Regions from separate parts of the Mustela erminea genome. Here region 1 is linked to region 2. The links are chromatin contacts, called in public Hi-C maps. All regions are on one chromosome and are shown on one strand. The core of a region is the stretch at or near the end of the contact, and the rest is flanking DNA. Distances in the headings are between cores, read along the strand shown.

Region 1 (3,325 bases), core at 363-2,862, 460 kb after region 2:
AGTTATGAGGAGGGGAGAGTGCTTCTCCCATACACACGGGACACTGTTTAATTCTTACCACAGCCCGGGGAAGCCAACACAGACATTATAAGACATGAATAAGAAGTTTAAGGGAGGAAAAGTGCTCTGTTCCAAGTTACATGGATTCAGGGCTCCAACCATCTTGATGCTATTTCCCTCAAAATCCCAGCTGTGGTTGTGAAGGAACTGAGGAGGTAAATTTCACTAGTGATTCCAAATGGTTTTAGAAGGGTGGTAGCCCTGCTTCAGGCAATGAATGAAGACTAAAGGAAACTTATTCAGAAGTCGAGGGAAACTGGGGTCTTTCTAAAATTATGCCAGGTATAGTAATCTGTGTTTGTATCAGAGACCTATAATTTATGTAGATTCGCATACATCTTTTTCAGACACTGCACAAATTGGGGAGTGTGTGGAGTGTTGTGGAATTAAATGTATTTGTATGTGTTCAACACACTGTATAATTGACTCAATTATCCATGTGGGGATTATTCACTTTTAATTTGCAATCTGGCTTCTCCTTTCAGTTAGGATGTTTTGGGGGCTGCTCTAGGAATGCCAACTAATTTAAATAATAATTTAAGTAAAACATAATTAGGTAGGAAAATTAAATTCAATCTTTTGCCAGCTCCCAAAGATTCTACAGCTGAAATGTAACACTAACTCACTCGCTATACTTTTTCACTCTCCAAAGCTATTTTACTACCATGGGATTTTACTGCTTTCCATAGATTATTGCAATAGTTCCCTGTTTGACTTTCTGCTTACCTCTTGCCAATCCAATCATCATTCCACTGACAGTAATTTTCAAAAGACAAAAACCAAAAAGAAGACCAACAAAAGGACGGCAGCTCTCATCACAAAAATTTCTCTGCTTGAAAACATTAATGGGGGCGCCAGATTGGCTCAGTCGGTTAAGGGTGCTCAGGTCATGATCCCAGGGTTCTGGAATCGAGCCCCACCCCCCGCCCCTGCATGGGGCTCCCTGCTCAGCCGAGAACCTGCATCTCCCTCTCCCTGCTTGTGCTCTCTCTCTCTGTCCAATAAATAAATAAAATCTTAAAAGAAAAGAAAAGAAAAAATATTAATGACTCCCCATTTCTCACTAAGCTCCAGAGCACATGCTCTAATCTTTCCTTCAAGACCTCAAGCCACCTGTAACAGGAAATTTTCCCGAACCTATCCCCCGGGCTCGCCACTCTTCCCATCCCTGAATCCCTGGAGGGCCCTTCGTGTTTTTCTCTGAGGCGGGCAAACGTATTTGTGAACCCACGTTGCATCCCTGCTCTACTGTGAGGTTCTAAATGGCATTCTCTGCGGGGCTGAATGTCCCCCTACGAAGCAGTACCTAGCTCAGCACCGCACCGCGGAGGGGCGCAATGAAACGTCCGCTCGTTGTTCAACGGTCCGCTGTGCATGGATAATAGGCAAATAGGTAAATATACCTAAGTGCATAGGCGAACAGGCTTGAGGCAGAACAGGGACAGCGGCGGAAGACAATGAGGAGGGTCCCTCTTCCCTGGAAGAACCACGCACAGAATTCGCTCGAGCGTCCAGAGGCGGAGGCGGAGGCGGCACGGCTTGGGCCTTCCGGCCTTCCGTAGGCCTGCGGTCATTGGCTGGGCTGGAGGCAGCTGACAGGCGGAGGCAGGCGAGGGAGCTTCAAGGATGGCGGCCGCCACGGCGCTGATCCTGCCGGAGAGCCCCAGGTAGCCGCCCAGGGGTGGCACGGACCGGGCGCCGCCAGGACGCTCCAGCTGGCTGTCGCCTTGGCTCCGAGGCTGGGCCCGGCGGTGGAGGGTGGGCGCGGAGCTGGCGAAGTCGCGGTGCGGCCCCGCGGGAGTGCCGGGGTCTGTGGGCGTCTCACCCTCTCGGTGGTTCACCTCCGTGGGGCTCCAGTGCCTGGCAGCTGGGGTCAGTAGGGCAGTGTGTGGTGTGTGTCACCGTTCCCAGAGTGTGGGGTCTTAACTGCCCACGCCCGCCTGGAGTAGTGCTGAATCACGTGCAAAGCTATGCCCTTTTTCTGTTTTCGGCTCGCTCTCAGGCCTGAGTATGAGAAACGCTCGCGGTGGGGCTGGACGGTCTTGAATCCGTAACAGGTGTCAGTGTCCCTTTTCAATCAAGAGAGAATAGTCCTCAGATTGGGAGTTTGGGGATGGTAACAGTATCAAGCCAGAGTTTGGTAACATGGGTTTGGATTTCTTTCTTTTTCTTCTTCTTTTTTTTTTTTTTTAATTTCTAGTTCATTTCTACTTATGGTAGGTAAGGTCGGGGGCCCAAAGTGGTGATATAAAGTTCTCTGTTAAAATGCAGTTACTTAAATAGAAATGACTCCCATTTCATGAAAAATAAATACTAGGGCAGGTAGTGTGCGGATGCGGGAAAAAGTGCTGAGGTGTTGGAAAGTACTTTCCATGTCCCTGAATTGGACAGGGATCTTCTTGAAGAAGAGAACTGTCATTTCAGAGTTCTTCTTTATTTCTGGATTCCTTGAGTCCTGACGCTCAGTTCCTCCCCTCACTTCAGTGTCCTGTTTAACACCCACCACATGTAACACCCACCACAAGTAAGCCATAACCTGTATGATAATTTGAAGTTGATTATTACCGTTGAGGCACAGCTTTAAAACAACTGTGTACCGTTATCCCAAATGACTTTGCCTTATATGTATTTATTCCATTACCTGCCATGCAGCATTTTTTTTTTTTTTTTTGTATTTTGGTGTCAATCCCACTTTCCTCCTTCCATTCTTTCCATAGTTCCTCTGTGGGTTAGGGTTAGTAAATATTCACTGCTGAATTAATGCCATCCCCCACAAGGTGCAGACTTCCTCTAGTTGCGGGCTTTGCCCCCAAAGAAAGAGAAACTTCCCAAATGGACAAGTACTTTTGGGAGGCATCTTTTTGGAATCGTCCTGCCTCCTTTGCGGGCCATCATTTGGACTTGTTTATAGCAATCAGAGTTGTTGAAATGGAAACTCCAAGACAGCAGCAATTGTAGACAAGTGTACTTTTGGCAAGAACAGTTCACTCATTTTAAAACTCATTTTAAAATTTTGTTTTACAAATTTATTTAGCATGAAAAAAGCAGTGTCGCTGATAAATGCAATAGATATAGGAAGATTTCCACGATTGCTCACCCGAATTCTTCAAAAACTTCACCTGAAGGTTTGTATTTTTGTATTTCTGTAGTTTCTACTTTCTTGTGATTGCACTGAAACTCTTTGTTTCTCCTTGAAAAACTTTTTCCGAAGTGTAGTGTTCCCCAGTGTGTCCGTGGCTCTCTAGGACATTTTGTGATGTCCCAT
Region 2 (3,656 bases), core at 238-2,737:
CCTCTGGCTCCTTATTCCTAACCATACTGGATCTCTCAGTGGTCCTCAAAGACGCAGTCACTCTTGGTACATACCAGAGTATGTACAACTAATCCTTTAGACTTGAGTTTAAAATCACTTCCTAAAGGAAGCCCTCTTCGCTCCCAAAGATAGATCATTTAATCTCCTATTTTCTGCTCTTAAAGCAGAGTCTTTTTTTTTTTTTTTAGCAGAGTGTTGATGAATGAGCAATTACTAAGAAAAGCATAGGATGGGGGTGGGGGGGGGAGAGTAGGATGGGTAGGGAATCAAGCATGATGGCAGTGACCCAAGCTTTTTGAACCACTTCTGTAATCACCAGCACCTACCACTCAACAGCTACTTGTATGTTAAGTCAGCCTACCAAGGAAAATAGAAATAAGGACTATTGTAACAAACTTAATAAAGTACATTCTGTGAATTAAAGTCCGTTTTCTATAAAATCCCCAAGACAAAAAGGGGCCTCTCACTGATCACACCTCTTCGTTCTACACCTTTGGCAGGTGCTCACCAGGCCTCCCACGGAGCTCTTCCCATGACAGGGGGCAGAATTCACCTAGAGTCCTAGTAACATCAGTGGAAAAAGATACTGGCAGTCCTTCAAATCTGATTAAAGTGGAGGTGCGGGTCAGGGAGAGCAGGGGACGGGACACTGAGCGCCACAGAACAGGAAGAACTTTTTCTTAAGAAAGGAGAGTCTTTCAAGGAGGGAAGTTCGATGGGCGTTGAAAGGCAGGCCACCTGAGCATGGAAGGGCAAGTCACAGCTACAAGCATTTCTGGAATCCACGCATCTTCCTATCTGGTCTAAAATGGCTCTCGCGCCAGGTTGAGAACAGGAAAGGCCAATGCCCCGCACCGGCTACCTAGGGGTGAGTCCTGACTCGGCCAAAGAACGGAAAAACCACGGCAGGAGGGAGGCAGCAAGCAGGCTGCAGCCCCGACCCCGGAACCGCGAGCTGAGGCCCCTGGACTTCGAGAGCACGGAGTACCTGGAACTCGAGGGTGCACTTGGTGCCCTGCGTGATGTCCTCGTAGAAGCACTGCTTGGCATTGTCCGGCAGCTCGAAGGTGATCTCGGAGGCGCCGCCGGGCCCCGGCACCAGCAGCAGCAGCGCGAGCAGCCTGCAGCCCCAACGGCCCGCGGCGGCCGCCCAGCGCTGCGCGGACCCCGGCCCCGGCATCCCGAGGCGACGGCGGCGGCGGCCTCAACCGAGCTGCGGGGAGACGCGGGGTCAGGTGGGCGCCGACTCGCCGCGCGCGCAGGCCTCGGCCCGGGCGGCCCGCGAAGACGCACGGCAGAGTCGCTCCGAGCCTCGGAGAGATTCGGGAGGAGGAGCGAGCCGCTGGGTGCCGGCGAGCGGTGCGCAGGGACCGGGGCCTGGCGCCGGGAACGACCTACAGAGCGGAGATAAGGCCGGTACGGCACCGGCGGAAAAGGCCTGAGATGGCCGGAAGTAGGGCGAGCGCCTGGAAAAAGGGGGCGGGGCCTGAGGCACCTGCTCCAGCAACCCGGATGTGCTCTCCCCGCGCAGAGGCGGAGAGGCGTTGGAGTGTGTACGTGGAAGCTCGCGAGACGTCGGCTTCGGGGCCGCCGGCTCCGGAGGCGAGGGGCGGGGCCATCGTCCTGAACGTGGCGGGGCGGGGCCAGAGAGAAGGGTGTGTCCCGCCGGTGTCTAGGTGGGGCGTGCCGCCCGCAGGTACCACGTCGACCGCTCTGCTTCAGCGTTCACATCTGTACAATGAAGACAGTACTGCCTTACCCACAGCATTATTACAGGGCTTCAGTACTTGCAGAGAGTACCTTACTTTTTGGTATTCTAAGCACTCAATAAGCTTTTGTTAAATAAAAATAAACGTCATTTGAGCGCTCCTTATCAGGCACCGTGCCAAGAGTATTACACAAGTCCTTCTGCGCAGTCAGGTATGATGTCACCTATTTTCGTGATGAGTAAATTGAGGATCCAAAAAGTTGAGTAACTTGCCTATGGTCATAGCCTGGTTTGTACTGGAGAGCTTTAAAAAAAAAAAAACTGTAGGTAATAGTAACAAACGTGTTGATTTCTTAAATTATACATTTTCTTGTGCATATGAACACATCTTAGGGATTATGCCATTTTTAAAGAAATGACCATGGTGAGGCTCACGCACTCAAAGATGATCAGCAGAAGGTGGTAGAGGGCTTTATGAGAAGTAAATAGGGTGAGGTGGGTGGCTCAGTGGGTTAAAGCCTCTGCCTTCGGCTCAGGTCATGATTTCAGGATCCTGGTATGGAGCCCCTGCATTGGGCTCTCTGCTCAACAGGGAGCCTGCTTCCTCCCTCTCTCCTGCCTGCTTCTCTGCCTACTTGTGATCTCTCTCTGTGTCAAATAAATAAATAAAATATTAAAAAAATAATAAAATACTTATTTTTCAGTTATTTGACAGTTCCTGAGCTCATGAACAGTATGTTTGTATGCAGCACTCAAGGAGACTATAAGGTATCGGATATGGATTGTGCTTTCCTTTTACAAGGCAATGAACGGCGCACTGCAAGGTCAAGAAAGGACATACTCTGTTGAAGATATGTAATAACACGTAGGAAAAGAAAATTGGATAAAGCGAGGAAATTAAAAAATAGCTACTTTCTAACCACCCCAGGGAGGTTTGTGGGTGGGAGGGAAGAGGGACTATGGTCTTGGTGGAGGTCTGGCAACTGGTGAGGCTTGAGCGAGAATGGGCTAGTGAACAGAGAAGTGGGCAGTAGGTGCCTGCTGGAGGTTTATCTGGGTCGAAACTCAAGGAATAGTTATTCTTCTCAACTTGGCAATTAAGGCTGAGTCAGTGACTGAGAAGCGCTGCGTGAAACACTAGGACGAAACCCCAAACAGCCAATAAAACAGCTCCTCAAAATGGCTAGCGTTTCCTTATCTTCCTGCTAGGCAGTCCCCAGGAACAAAATCGTGCCTGGAAATGCAGTTTTGATGTGATGCTTCTGCTCGTGTCACGATCACGGTCACTGACACCAACGATCATTTCCTGTGCGTGACCTATCTTTTAAACATTTGGCACTGATTATTTACTCTCCTTCCCCTTCCTCTTTTTGCTGACCAACAGTGAGCATTAAGGTGAACCAGAACTTTACGTTCTTTCACATTTTCCCTATATAATTATAGTGTATATATATTTATATTTACATGTGTATTTACAGGACTCTCACGTTAGCGATATCTGTGACTTTTGACTTTGAGATGATCTCTACCCCTGAAATGTTGTTAGCCAGCAACTAAAGAGCAGGATCAATTTCTCAGAAGACATTTTTATTTAATGTCCTAGTCTTTTGGGTTGCTTTAATAAAATACAACAAACTTATAAACAACAGAAATTTATTTCTCATAGTTCTGGAGGGTAGGAAGTTCAAAATCAAGGTTACACCCTGTTGCCTTCTGGCATAGACCCTTTTCCTGTATATAGCCTGTGCTTCTTTCTCGCTGTGTCTTCACACGAAGGAATGGGCAAGGGAGCACTGATCTCATTCATGTGGCCTTTACCCTCAAGACCCAATCACTTCCCAAAGGCTCGACTTCCTAATATCATCACTTTTGGAGGTTAGGACTTCAACATAAGCATTTTTTTGATGGGGTGGTGGGGCGGGGCACA

Evidence for each region. Hi-C and Micro-C count contacts between places; a contact is called where the count stands out from the background.
Region 1: a Hi-C map of spleen shows a contact between it and region 2, with 5 times the contacts expected there. The contact joins the promoter of COMMD10 here to the promoter of LOC116587166 in region 2. A contact is called at or near these places in 2 of 3 Hi-C or Micro-C datasets (fibroblasts and spleen).

The regions. Positions count from the first base shown.
Region 1 is chr3:18,300,393-18,303,717 of mMusErm1.Pri, forward strand. COMMD10 (COMM domain-containing protein 10) reads left to right here and starts at 1,613. Exons shown (of 7, transcript XM_032335406.1): 1 at 1,613-1,727; 2 at 3,095-3,185. The coding sequence starts at 1,687.
Region 2 is chr3:17,836,027-17,839,682 of mMusErm1.Pri, forward strand. LOC116587166 reads right to left here and starts at 1,488. Exons shown (of 4, transcript XM_032337902.1): 1 at 1,010-1,488. The coding sequence starts at 1,201.